2 separate regions of the Triticum aestivum genome follow, and region 1 is linked to region 2. A link is a contact called in public Hi-C data. All regions are on one chromosome and are shown on one strand. The core of a region is the stretch at or near the end of the contact, and the rest is flanking DNA. Distances in the headings are between cores, read along the strand shown. Region 1 holds the start of LOC123127651 (tRNA (guanine(37)-N1)-methyltransferase). Region 2 holds the start of LOC123127646 (eukaryotic translation initiation factor 2A).

What was found. A called contact is a pair of places that touch in the nucleus more often than the background predicts.
Region 1: a Hi-C map of leaf shows a contact between it and region 2, with 5 times the contacts expected there. The contact joins the promoter of LOC123127651 here to the promoter of LOC123127646 in region 2. A contact is called at or near these places in 1 of 5 Hi-C or Micro-C datasets (leaf) and 1 of 1 datasets of contacts at active chromatin or transcription factors (leaf).

What each region holds. Positions count from the first base shown.
Region 1 is chr6A:400,852,057-400,859,349 of IWGSC CS RefSeq v2.1, forward strand. LOC123127651 (tRNA (guanine(37)-N1)-methyltransferase) reads right to left here and starts at 5,309. Exons shown (of 12, transcript XM_044547415.1): 1 at 5,079-5,309; 2 at 4,830-4,927; 3 at 3,560-3,664; 4 at 3,199-3,261; 5 at 3,029-3,102; 6 at 1,691-2,213; 7 at 1,517-1,603; 8 at 1,168-1,314; 9 at 577-683; 10 at 342-416. The coding sequence starts at 5,182.
Region 2 is chr6A:400,495,534-400,502,851 of IWGSC CS RefSeq v2.1, forward strand. LOC123127646 (eukaryotic translation initiation factor 2A) reads right to left here and starts at 2,261. Exons shown (of 13, transcript XM_044547410.1): 1 at 2,089-2,261; 2 at 1,649-2,006; 3 at 175-361; 4 at 1-70. The coding sequence starts at 2,122.

The DNA.
Region 1 (7,293 bases), core at 4,059-6,558, 360 kb after region 2:
TTACCATGTGTCCATAATCAACGTAAAGTGGCAAAACTAGTACTGGTGGCCAAAAAGATAAAGTCGCACAGATGATTTTGGAACAATCTATCCATGCTTCATGTCTAAATAAAGCTCATCATCTCCTCCTATCCATGTATTCCATTCATCACAGAAATATATCATAGTACTGTTTAAAGACCATTCCTCATGAGCAGTTTTGGTCTGGGTCTTACCCTGTGCTCAAATTCGGAGAAAGGGGAAAAGAGGGGGAAATGCATGTGCTAAGATCAACAAAACAAAACAAAGCACACACAAAATTTTGCAGACAACTAGTATGAATCTTTTACTAGATAATCTACCTTGTTAGGTGCAACATCACGAACCCTATGGAATATTGGTTCTGCTATCTTGGCATTCAGTTTATTTTGTGCTTCCTGCAAAGAGGGGAAGAGCTGTCAAAAATAATGCAGACACCTCGTAACACAGATATGAGCATATGGAAACTGTCAATACTGTTGTGCAGTATGGACCTATGGTACGATCAAATGGAAAATTTATCATTTACTGAGAAATAACCAACAAGGATAGACTTACACATAATATCGATTCTTCAGTTTCACTCGAACGGATGAAACAATAACAGTGGATCCAAGGTAATGACCCTTTCCAGTATCTCTTTTGAATAAGACCACTAAAACAATCTGCAGAATAGATATACAAATAATGAAACTAAAACATAGAGCAACTATGTCTGTAACTGTTAAATAATATAAAATCAATTCCACCAAATATTAACAATAGAACAGCTACATGCTTGTTACTTACAGGCAGCAAACAAAAGATATTTTACACAGGAGGGAAATCCTATCACAAGGGGGAAAAAACTTATGTTCCCAATGGGCTGAACTGGAATGTGCATACTGGGCAGGATCAGGATCTAAGAAGTGAATGTGGCTGGCAGGTTGAGAGATTTTCCAGAAGCAGATATGTTATGTTTATGTAGGGAGCCAGTTTATCACAACCATATTCACAATGTACGATTATAGCGTTGGAGTTCAGAAGGCAGGGGAAAAGTTCATCTAAGAGGTGATATAATTTAAGTTTTTAGCAAAAGTGATTAATGCATACGAAACAAATAGTGCTGTGCAGAAATGCTACGATTTTTTTTACAAGAGAGAACATTACCGAGAAACTGCAGTGCAGAAGCAGGGAGATTCATTAATACATGGTCAATGTGCTCCCAAGGCTTGACAGGTAGTGGCCCTGAGCTTTTAACTTTCTTATTGTTCCTCTTTTTTGTTTGACTGGCATCTTCTTGGCCGGCAACATCACCTATAGGAAGCATAACACTGTAACTCTACCACAAGAAACATAATAGCTAAACTTGCCATACTTATCAAGCTGGTAACCTCACTCATACGGCAGTTTCAGTTAACATAAACTACCAGGCTATAAACACTTTGAGAAATAAGAAGGCAAATAGACTTCTAGCGACATTCTTACAGAGTACAGACATTACATACAATGAAGTTACCTTCGCTAGAGGTTTCTTGACGCCTTTTGGCACTAGTGCTTACCATGGAGGAGCCATCCAAACTCCCTTGCCAGGTCTCTTGTACATCTATTATACAGTAGCCTTATTGTGAGTTGAGCAAAAAAATCACCATAAACTACAGAGGGGGAGGGGGGGAGGAGGTGTAGAAAGTACCATTATGATTTCCATTTGGTGTAGGGTGTTCATTACCAGAAACGATTTCTTCAGAACAACGATTAGCAGCAGCAAATTGACACTCGGACTTAGTTTCTGGGTCAGGTACTGCCATTAAACTTTGCATGAATACTCTAGCATCCATGTTATATGTGAAGATATAATCCTCCACCTTGTTAATCTTTGCATTTGTCTTCAGATAATGAATACTGTCTGGATTTAAATCATTTGCATATACAACACATCCTTTCTGTCTGGCTGGGATAGAAAATGGGCCAATACCAGCAAACATGTCACAGATAACATCTCCTTTCTTGAAAAGGGAAACCAATCTGATGTGTTCATGCTCAAGTCTCGAATTCCAGTAGACCAAACCATAGTCAAGTCTAAATGTAGCACCATACTGTTTAACTTCAGTCACCATATCCTTTTTCCCTGCTAGAATCTCAAACTTTGGGACTCTAAATTCATTTGAAATTGCCCCAACTTTATTAACCACTGTTTGAATCCTTGGATAATTTTTCTACATATAAGCATAACAGAAAATGTTAGCTGAATAATAGAAGTAGGCAGGCTATTCTAGAATGTTCTGAATCGTTCTAGATGACCACATGTTCATTACACTGTTTTTACAGTGCCTACTGCTTTACAGGTCTGGTGACAACCTTTTTAGCCTATTTATCGTGTGAAAGTTGCATCCTCAGCTCATATGCTGAAAATGAGTAAACATTTAAGAGCAGTATAGAGGTTAAAGAGGCCACTTATATGAAGTATATGCTGAAAATGAGTAAGCATTTAGGAGCAGTAAAGGTAAAAGTAAAGTATGAGCAGGACCTTCCACTTTGTGATCCCTCCGTTCCTTTATATAAGGTGTGTTTGTTTTTTCAAAAGTCAAACGAGCACATGTTTGACCGAGTTATTAGAAAAATATATCAATATCCACAACAGAAAATTTATATCATTTGATCAATCATGAAAAGTAGTTTCATATTTTACCTATTAGGTATTGCAGATGTTGTTGTTTTATTCTATAATCTTGGTCAAACATTCAAATTGTTGACTTGCACGGAAATCAATACACTTTATATTCTGGAACGGAGGAAGTATGAAGTAATAAAGTACGTAAATGCAACAGAATGCTAGGTCAATTTTTTTTGCACATTACAACTTTACAAGTAGTGCTACTCGAGATGTGTTGTCCTTATACAGTCAGAGGTAAATTCGAGCTGTAGTTCATGTACATGAATAAGCACTTTGCTCCAAATTAAGTGTCCCTGATTGTAGGAATTAGTATAAGAGCGAATTACTCAGGAATAAAAATAGGACAAGCAGGCTTACATCATAGATAACCTTTGCTATGACATCTTTGTATGCTAGCAAGTCATCAGGTATGTTTAAGTGAGCAACATGGCCTGCAAAATTCATACAAAGCACTATTAGTAACAAGATCAAACAAAAAATGAAACAACAGAAAGGAAGCATCATGAAGTAAAGTTTATTATACTTAACAATTGTTTCAAAAGAAGAGGGCACCTCTACTCCTTCAGGCAATATTTGCTTCAGAATATGGTCTGCGCAAAATAAAAAGATAAGCATCTAACCAAAGACATGAAGCACATTTACTGGGTAAATTAACTCTTGCAAGATTAAATCCTAAACTATAAAGAGTAGGGTTATTAGCAGTATTCCTGATTCTTGATGAGCAAGCCAGAATGTTCAAAAAGTGCTTGATTTCAATTAATAAGAAAATTAATTTACCATCTGCACTTGTAGAAAAATGACATGCAGGAACACAATAGATCACGACTAAGGAGCACACCACAACAAAATTATAGGTATCAGATGACCTAGAACAGAAGAGAAACTTACCAGCACTAAAGTAAGAATAACCAAGAGTCAACATGTAAGGTACAACATCAACGCTGCACAGTTGCTTCAAGGAATTGTGAACCTGCTCCGGAATGTCGGACAAATCTACATATACCAGATATAATGGACGTAAGATTCTTCGATGGAAGCATAAAAGAAGAGAAATGTTAATACATTTAGGACATGTTTGGTTACTGCTTTTGTAAGGTAATCTGATTACAGCATTATTAAGAGATACCGTGATATCATGTTTGGTTCGGTTGCTCTGTAATCTAATAACATGGTATCAATTCCCAGCCCAATACAAATCTGATTCCGCCAGAAATCCTCCGTAACAGAAAACGTTACAGGCTACAACTATCTCCTCTCCATATTCCCATCTCCTCACACACGAACAATGTCGCCATGGCCAAAGCGTGACTGGAGGATCAGGCCATCGGCGACTAGGCGCTCGAACCGATTCTCACCTCTGGACAGCCATGCATCACCACGCTCTGGGGTTCAGGAATTCGAGGCCCTGCGAGTGGCAGCCGGTCATGCTCCTGTTCAGCTGGCACAGCGCCCCTCTTCGACCACAACGTGATGCCCTCAGCTCAGCCATCAGCCTTGATGAAAGGCCGCGGTGTCGGGCATCACCGGTGGTGACTTCTCACCACCTCGGGCCAGCAGCCATATCACCAGCGTTCAACTCTGTATGGCCACCCCATCATCGCCACTAACGTCGAGTATGACCTCTACGTACTCATTCTCCTCCTCCCTCAACCGCATGCTCCACCTGCTCGCACTACTTCACTGCCACCTCCAGCAGATGAGTTTTTTTTTTCCGACCTGTCCAGCAGATGAGCTCATACACTGCAAACTCCGGTATTTATTGCCGTTACAGTAGGTTAGCAAACATATTTCGATTTTTGCCCATTACGTTTACATTAACAGTGTAAACTCATTGCGTTTACGTTAGAGTTACCAATCTGGAACCAAACATGTCCTTAAGTTTCTCGTTTGACAACAAGAACCCAACAAGCGCAACAAAGTTACAGCAGTAGCAATGGAGACATGGGCGACCAAACGGGTTTAACAAGTCGATTTTCTTTTAGGTATTAATTAACAAGTCGAAATACTTGCTATAGTATTGAAGCTTTGACGGTAACTAGAAGTTCTTGGTCAATTCACAGAAGCAGGTTTGATGTCATTTTTATAGTCTAACAAACAACAGACAAGCACCTCACAAGTTTAAAAATCTGCTTGGTTCCAGGTGGTGGTTAAGGCATACCTGGGTTCTGGATCTTCTCCGACAGCACCACGAGTCTGTTCTTGTCACTCCCAGGGTCCTCAACTACAGGCTTGACCCGCGGCATGTCCAGTAGGGACCTGGAAGCAGGGGGGCAAAGAAAATTCAGCTCTCCGCTACTGCTCCGATACGGCTACTGCTGCTAAACACGACGGCTACTTGGAGCCCTCAAGATGCTGTGCTATCCTCCAGCTGGGATCATTAGATTATAGAGTGAGCGGCGGGTGTTACCCGGAGCGAAGCAGGCGGGTGACGGCGGAGGCGAGCTCGCGGGGGATGCGGAGCGCCCAGAGCTGCAGCTGCTGCTCGAACTTGCTCTCGTCCAGCTTCTCCATTGCCGCCCACCCAGACACGCGCCCTCCTTTCCCTGAGGTTTCTAGGGTTTTGGACGCGGGGTGGGGGGATGAGAGACGGCGGTCGGTGGGACTGAAGGCAGAACTCGCTCTCGACCGGAGTCGTGTGGGTTAGGAAGCTTAATGGGCTGGATGAAGCATTACTCGGCCCAACGCATTTTTAGTTTTTTGTTTTTCTAGACAAACATTTTTAGTTCGCCACTTCGGCGGACGCATGACGCGGTGGTTGCCAACCACGCGTTTTTGGACCAGCTCGTTGGGCCAGTCCTGCGTCGGTTCCCACCGTTTTCGGTTTTGGGAAGGTCCTATTCCTATAACTTTCCCTGGACAGGTTTCCATTTTTTATCTTTTTTCCTTTTTATTGAATTCCCCGTGATTCTTTCTGATTTTTTACTATTTTCCATTTTAAAATTCGAGTATATTTTTAAAACTTTGAAAAAAATAGTTAGGTTCGCAAATAATTTTGAATTTGTGAATATTTCGCAAATCCATTAGCGTTTTTATATGCAAACGTTTTTGGAAATCACGAATATTTTTTCAAATTAGTTAATTGTTAGAAGTTGAAGACATTCCTAAAAATAGGAAACATTATTTTAAATTAAAAATATATAATAGATTTTTTAAATTCAGAGACATTTTTTAATTAGTGAATATTTATCAAATCAACTATTATTTTTGAACTCATAAACATTTCTTACATTTTGAGAATTCTTAAAATTTGGGGATATTTTCAAATTCAAGAATGTTTTTTAATTCAAAAACACATATTCAAATTCGTTATTTTTTGAATTAGCAAACATGTTTTAGCTTAATTATATATATACTTTGAATTCACAATAGATTTTTCGAAATTGTGAAGATCTTTTCAAATTCATGAACATTTAAAAACTTGTTTTTTAATTAAAAATATTTTTCAAATTCATGAACATTTTCTAAAAATCATGAGTGCTTTCTAAAACCATGTACTTTTTCCTTCAAAAAGGAACTTTTGAAAATAATAATATTGCACATTTTAAATACTTTTTGAAAATAAAACCTATTTTTATACTTTTTCCATGAAATTAAAAAAGGGGGCAAAAAAGACGAGGATAATATCTAAGCTTTTTTAGACAATCTCGCAAAGCTTTATTAAATCGTCTCAATGGTTATGATACGTCTCCAGCGTATCTATAATTTTTTATTGTTCCATGCTATTATATTATCTGTTTTGGATATTTAATGGGCTTTAATATGTTTTTTTATATTTTTGGGGGACTAACCTATTAACCGGAGGCCCAGTGCCAGTTTCTGTTTTTTTTTTCTATTTTAGTGTTTCGCAGAAAAGGAATATCAAACGAAATTCAAACGGAACGAAACCTTCGCGAGGATCTTTCTTGGAACAAACGCAAAACAGGAGAATTGGAGTGGAAGTCTGGAAGTCCGCGAGGCGGCCACGAGATAGGAGGGCGAGTCCCCCACCCTTGTGGGCCCCACGGAGCTCCACCGACGTATTTCTTTCGCCTATATATACTCTTATACCCTAAAAACATCAGGGGAAGCCACGGAACCACCTTTCCACCGCCGCAACCTTCCGCACGCGTGAGATCCCATCTGAGGCCTTTTCCGGCGATCTGCCGGAGGGGGAATCGATCACGGAGGGCTTCTACATCAACATCATAGCCTTTCTGCTGATGTGTGAGTAGTTTACCACAGACCTTCGGGTCCATAGTTATTAGTTAGATGGCTTCTGCTCTCTCTTTGGTTCTCAATACAAAGTTCTCCTCGATGTTCTTGGAGATCTATTCGATGTAATACTTTTTGCGGTGTTTGTCGAGATCCGATGAATTGTGGATTTATGATCAAGTTTATCTATGAATAATATTTGGTTCTTCTCTGAATTTTTATATGCATGATTTGATATCTTTGCAAGTCTCTTTGAATTATCGGTTTAGTTTGGCCCACTAGATTGATCTTTCTTGCAATGGGAGAAGTGTTTAGCTTTGGGTTCAATCTTGCGGTGTCCTTTCCCAGTGATAGTAGGGGCAGCAAGGCACGTATTGTACTGTTGCCATCGAGGATGAAAAGATGGGGTCTATATCATATTGCTTGAGTTT
Region 2 (7,318 bases), core at 1,011-3,510:
TCCTGCGGGCAACAACTTGGTTTTGTGCATCCTTGTCACAAGAAAAGATCTGAACACTGGCTGGAACACCCTACTTACAAGAAAAAAGGAAGGAGAAAGATAGCAAAACCATTGAGTTTGTGAAATTAATTCACTGTAGAAACACTGCAAAAGTCAAAAGCAAGTAAGTCATACCTTTGCCTCTGGGACAAATCCAGCAACATGAGATCCTGGAGCACTTGCTAGCTGCAATGCAGCTATGCCTGGTAATCTTACCTTGTACACAATCCCTTTAGTGAAATCATTTGTGTCAAAGAACTGCATCTCGTTGGTCGCCATCCGACAAGCGACTGACTCGTCCGCAGAAAATTGAACCATTGGCCTATGAATTTAATCAACATGTCATGCACCAGTAAGCTTTATGCATCTCGTCACCCATTCCAAACTATGGCTAAATTAAATTAGCGGTCTTAGGTGTACAGTCCGTTTAGATTACGTAGCACCCTAGAAACAAGAGTTATGCAAATTTTGAAGCATCCAAGGCCTGACTAGTTGGAATCATTACCCCGGGTGTGAATCAATATTTGTTGAACTACACTAGGTATGGATGTCTTAGAAGTTAAAACAATAGCACCACAAATCTAGGATAGTCGTACCTATTCAGTAGTGATTTCAAACATTACAAAGGGTGATAGGAGATATTTATGTGTATATGCAGCTTTGGAACATTCATATACATCTATTGTATTTTTATCTCTATCTCTCTCTCTATATATATATATTATATTATATTATATTATATTATATTATATTTACTTTTATCTACTACTTAAAAAGAATGTAAGGTTCCCGTTTCACTTTTCTTCCCACCACCCCTTCGTCCAACCTTCCCCGTATAATAATGAATCACCTTAATTTACTTACCTTGTAAACCAATTTCACTTTAATTTACTTATCAAATTTCTAATCAAAATGTAAGGCAAATCACGGGCAGAATTTGATGAACATTTATTTACAAAATCACATATTATGGGCAGGTAAATCACTAATGATCAACATATAAGGTAAATCACGGGTAGAATTTGATGAACATTTATTTACACAATCGCATATTATGGGAAGGTAAATCACAATTTAACGTACTAGAATATTTATACCGCATTGCAACACACGGGCATTGTTCTAGTACTTTAAAAAGAACGTAAGGTTCCTGTTTCACCCTCTCTTTTGTCGAACCTCTCCTTCGTCCAACCTCACTATATATGGTCTCACCTTCCCTTCTCCTGTTTGATTTTGTTCCTCCCATCTCTGATTTTTCTCCCAAATAGTAATATTCTTTGGCACGTCAACAAGTGCTTAACAATAAGATGGCAATTTTCCTCTCATATCTGATCTTTCTCCTAAATAATATTTTCTTTGGTAAGTCAACAAATTCTTACCAAATAAGTGCTTAATCTCATCTACTACTAAAATGTTTAGACTCCCGTTGCAACCCACGGGCAATTATTTAGCAATGAAATGCCTGCAATGAACTAAAGGATACAATTGCAGATGCACTTCACTCCATCATATGAAGTGTTCAGCCTCACTATTAAAAGTTGTACATGTATAATTAAGCATCCAGGTTCATGAATCATAATTTAAGCACCAAAGTTCTAGTAGCACGAACCAATTGGCCTTAGACAAGTTCTTCTGGTAGTGCTGGTAGAGCGCCGTGGCGGTGTCAACGTGCCAGACCGTGACATTTTTGACCTGCGGCGAAGACGACTTCTGGAAGGTCTGCAGGTACGAGCCAGTGGGCGAGAGCGCCGCGGAGGTGAGGCCTGGGAGGTCGAAGGACCTGATGACGGAGAGCGAGCTGCAGTCGTAGACGGTAGCCGAGGCCGAGGCCACCGTCGCGAGGAGGCGGGAGCCGTCGCTGGAGAAGGACGTGGCGCTGCACGCCGTCTTGGGGAGCCTCTGCGGCGGGCTGGAACCAGGCGGGTAGGGAGGGCCGGGCCACACCGTGAAGCCGTCGGGCTCGCGCACTGCGGTTGGCCCCCAGTCGCGCGTTACGTCAGACGGGCGCAAGATTAGGGGAAAGCACCGTGAGGGGAGGAGGCAGCGTACCTAGGATGGCGAGGGATGGCTGCTGCGATGCCATGGCCGACTGCGCGAGAAGGTCTCGGGGACCGGCGGAGAGATCAGAAGCGGAGCTGCGGTGGAGGCGGCGGCGCGGCGAGGGGACTTTGCTGGATGCGGGTGGTGCCTATGCCATGCCTTCCTCACTGACACATGGGGCTCATTAGTTTGTGGGCCTCAGTTTTTGTTAGGGCGTTGTGGGCCTTAGTTCGTAGCAACAGAAACGGAAGAAAAACGTCGGCGGGCCAATAAACAGATTGCGCTACATTCCTGGGAAATGGGGCGGCCCATTCTGGCACGAGCGCTTTTTTTCTCTCAACAAAAAAACCGAGTTTCCCTCAAAAAACAAAGAAACGGTTTTCTTTTAAGGAGCTAAATAATTCAAATCCCTATTAGAAAACAAAAAAGCATATTTTTCAGTACAATTTCTTTGAGAGGGTTCAGTATAATTTTTAAAAAAGTTCAGTATATATTAAAAATATGGTCAACGTATATTAAAAATGTTCATCATATATTAGAAAAATCTTCAGTGTTTATTAAAAATGTTTAGTAAATATTAAAAAGATTGGTGTGTATTCAAAAAATGCTCATCATATGTTAAAGAAGTGTTCACAATGTATTAAAAAGAAAACACAGAAAGAAAACCAAACAAAAAAATATGAAACCGGAAAGAACAAACCAAAAAAAAGGCACAACAAAAAACTACAGCCAGCAAACAACAAACGCAATGGCGCGACACGAACTAGACCCGTCCTACCACACTCGCCAATGAGCGTTGGCTCCTCTAGTGGATTTGGCATCCTAGTGTGCGCGTATGTTGGGGGATGGATAGCGACCAAACACGCATCCCGCGCGGGAATGGGCCGCCCGCCCGCCCAGCTCAGCTGTTATGTGTCTTTTGTCATCGATTTTGGTGGAGTGACCCTGATCCTATAATCAATAGTTTTGTTTGAAAAGTTGATCCATCTTGAAGGTACCATACAAGTCACAGTTATCACGAGTCGAGGTGGAAATATATGTTGAACCGAACGTACACATATTCATTTGATCCGACTGTTTTTCCTCCCGATGATTGTATAGAAAAAGAAAGACCAATAGAGTTATTTTTATACTCCCTCTATCCCAAAATTCTTGTCTTAGATTTGTCTAGAGACGGATGTATCAAGTCATGTTTTAGTATTAGGCATATCCGTATCTAGACAAATCTAAGACAAAAAATTTGGAACGGGGGGAGTATATTATTATGATAACATGCCCTGAGCTATTGAAGCAATCCACTTAGAAAGTGGGAACATGTCTACCATGCCAAAGGAACAGTTTAGTAACTTTCTTTTTCCATCTCTTGTTACTGATGTATTTCTTACCTATACAAAACATAACATAACATATGAAGTATAGAGTAATCACAGGAAACAATAGAATCAGCCAACCATGTGATTGGAGGGTGATTGTGCCACTGAAATATAGCAACAGGTTAACCTTCCAGGGATGCAAAAGAGATTTCGCTCACATGGACGTTATACTTAGGCCCAAAATAATCGGCACACTTTATTATTCATTTTTTTTGTACTATCAGTTATTCGGTTAAGAACTACAGGTATGTGTGTTGCAGTATATTGCACATCCTTCCCCTTCAGTGCTCCGAGCAGTTATCAAACGGTCTGGTTTTGTTAATTAACCAAAAAGTAGGTTAAATAAACTAAAACAATGGCTTAATATATATTTTTATTAAAACGAAAAAAAAGCCATGGCATACAAAATTACATGCTGACCATTGTGAAAGGTCTAGCTTACCTGCAGGGAGATTTCTATTCTGGGGAATATTCATGATAACGCGTTCTCATTTTACCACTTGACATGAGTGGTGAGCTATCTCAAAAACAATGAACGCGTTCTCATTTTACTTTGTCTTTTGAGCGGCAGGTCAGTTTTGCACGTAAGCAAAACAGCCCGAAGCTGCTGCTCTGCCGGGGTGCACTTTTCCTTCCATTCACAGGGACCGTTGTTCCTTTGGCTCGACAGTCTGAGACACTCCATTTCCTTGGTCGATCGAATTCAGCCGCACACAACTATCAAATGACAAAAACACTTTACATGGCTACCGTTATCCATCCAAAATCCAAGTGGTTGTTTTCCCCTTTTCGAACAAGGAAATCCAAGTGGCCTGGATAGCCATAGACAGACATCTGCAACTTGCAACTAGTTGGGATTTTCTCCAGTGTCGCCCTCTGTTCATGAATGCATTGCAGAGAGGAAACGGACCGTCCCTTCAGTGCCAGCCACAAGCCCTGATGGAACCAGCGACCCCAGAGGCAGCTCTGCTCTGATTCAGATCTCTAGCACAGTAGTAGTCTGTGAACCTGTCAGCTCAGCTAGCCTGTGTATGGGTGAATGGAGCACAGGGCTTCAGCGGTCGGCAGATCCGGCCGTAAATGCGGGCTCCTGACTCAGCACCGTACGGGACGTGCGGCTGGTGTTGCTTCTCAAATGCCGTTTCTTTTACCTCGCTAATACTGTTCGTTTGTAAGTTCTGCGGCATCATCTCTGAATTGCACAGCCGTTTTTACCACAAGGGTAAAAATAAGCACGGCGATGGTGTGGCACCTTAGCAGCCGTGACTTTTGCCGAATTAACATATCGGGAGAAGATCCGCCCACTGGATGAAAACACTCTTGTCTGATGTGCTCACGATTATATAAAGAACTAATTCCCGAGAAAAGCGGGACCCTTTTCCATGTCTGCCCAGTTGCGGCATGAGCAAACAAACGCAAAGTTGCGGCCAAAAACTTTTCGGCTGTCATATTTGATGAAAGAAAGAAAAACGAGAGTTTTCGGCGGCTACAATAGAAGAGGGGCCCTGAATATTCATGCGAGGAGGGCCGCTTCCGGGGAGTATGAGACTATGGGAGTGACAATTGACTTTTGTACATCCGTATTATTTTTGCTTGCCTTTTTCAAAATCATAGCTAAGAACAATTCGATTCAAACACCAAGATTTTGTATAACCATAAGAGGATTAAAAAAAATCTTAACTGGATCTACTAAAGTCAAATGGAAAATTCCCCATCTCCAAGTCGACCAAAAATGCTAGTCCAAACATACATATGATTGTCTTTTTGAACCCTGAACCATACAAAAATAGTTCTATGGGTTTATCTTTTTATAAATGATAAACATGTACAAAAAATATTACAAAGGGGGGCAATCAGCCAGTGCCAGTTTTTGGAAATATAAGCAAACTATAAGTGATTATCTGTCCCATGACTATAATTTTTGTGCGTTTAATAGTTTAGCTCTGATAATAGTAGCCGAGAGACCTTCCTTCAGCACCTGCAAAAAAAAACACCCACAAAAAGAGAGAGACCTTCCTTCAGATAGTGAAAACAAGTAGGAATATAAGGGGCAACTTGTCTGAAAATCTATCCATTTTCGATAGACCAAGTACCCCAACAGCTCGTGAGTATAATGTCCATAGCAATCTCAGTAAAGGATAATCAGATTTCATCATAACTGGAGATGTCATGTTTCTTGAATGGAATAATGTGGCTCCAACATTCCCTGGCAAAAGCACAATCCCAGAAGAGGTGAGTGAGGGTTTCTTCAGTATGGTAATTGCAAAGAGCACATACATAACTCTCTAGGTACATAGATTTTCTATGGAGTAAATTCCTCGTGTCAAGTTTGTCATAGAGCAGAGGCCAGAACAATATCTTATGTCTGAGTTGTGCAGAGCATTTCAAGAACAATTTAAGGACCTTGTGAAACATGGCTTGGGCCTATCATAGCTTTGTACATCTTAAGGGAGGAATATTTAGTCGAGCTCCAAGTGTAGGTCCATTTGTACTGCACAAACATATATCCTCTATTATGCATAGCAGTACCGAGGAGTAGGACCTGTTGATGATACTAGATAGACAAAGATCTATGAAAAAGATCTACCAAGTTATCAAGTCCATGGACTTGCTGAAGTGATATCCCAGATAATATTTACCCACAGGGTGTCTTCTTTGTTCATAAAGTTATGCAGACATTACGTCAGAAGGGCCTGGTTATGAGTGGTGATATCCAATATGCCAAGACCACCATGAGATTTTGGTAGACAAGCTTTATCCCATGAAATCAGAGCCACGCCTTTCTCCCCAAAACCATATTTTCTATAAAAAGCCGTGTTTAAGGTAGGAATTAATTTGGTGCACCATTGTCTTGGGGGTAGCAAGGGAGCACTTGAAGAAAATTGGCATGCTGGAGAAGACTGATTTAATCAAAGTGAATTTATCTCCAAATTATAGTAGAGTAGCACATCCACTGAGTCTTGTGGCAATCCTATTGAGCATTGGGGGTAAGATCTTCAATCTTTGGCTTTGAAAGGCTCAATGGGAGACCAAAATAAGATAGTGGCAATTGACCAATCTGGTAGCCCGTGATTGAGGAAAGATTGGGCATAAGAGGCTGGGGGTATTAATGGATACCAAAGTGGATTTGGAGTAGTTGTCCTAAGACCAGTGTATGCAACAAAGTGAAGCAGGAGGTTCTTGATATGAAGCAGTTGAGAAGAAACAACAAGCAACACAAGAATGATATCATCTGCATATTGTATCACAGGGAAGTCTAGACAAGAGACATGATGGATGGATGGTTGGATCAAAGAATTCTGCATGGCCTCGTTGAGCATAGTTTGCAGCAGACCATCAGTCATGACAAATAGATGAGTAGCTTGTACAATAGAACAAATTGATCCACTGGATCCATTTAGTCAGAAATCCTTCAGCTGGCATAATGTCCATAATAGTGTCATGACTAAGCATGTCAAATGTATTCTCAAAATCCAGCTTAAGCAGCACAATCTCTTTGTTGGAGTGGTTGCATCGATGAATGTATTGTCCACAGTTAGTGTTCATATCATTGGATGCAAGACCCAGCGCAGCAAAACCCATGGTCATTCTGATTCATAGATTCTTTTCTATGGAGAGTTGGATACACTTGGTACGAATGCAATTGCAAATGATTATGTTAACCAATGTATTACGTCCTAATTTTCTAGGGTTCCCAACAAGATGGTAGACCTAACAAGTTTCTTTTCTTTGGACCTAACATGAACAATCTTATCTTCATATAGTTGCAAAATTTATGTAGAGCATCTTAAGAGTCATGTTTGCACATATTCACAAGTCTCCGTGGACCACAAACAATGTGGATGAGATTAATTGTACTCCCTTCT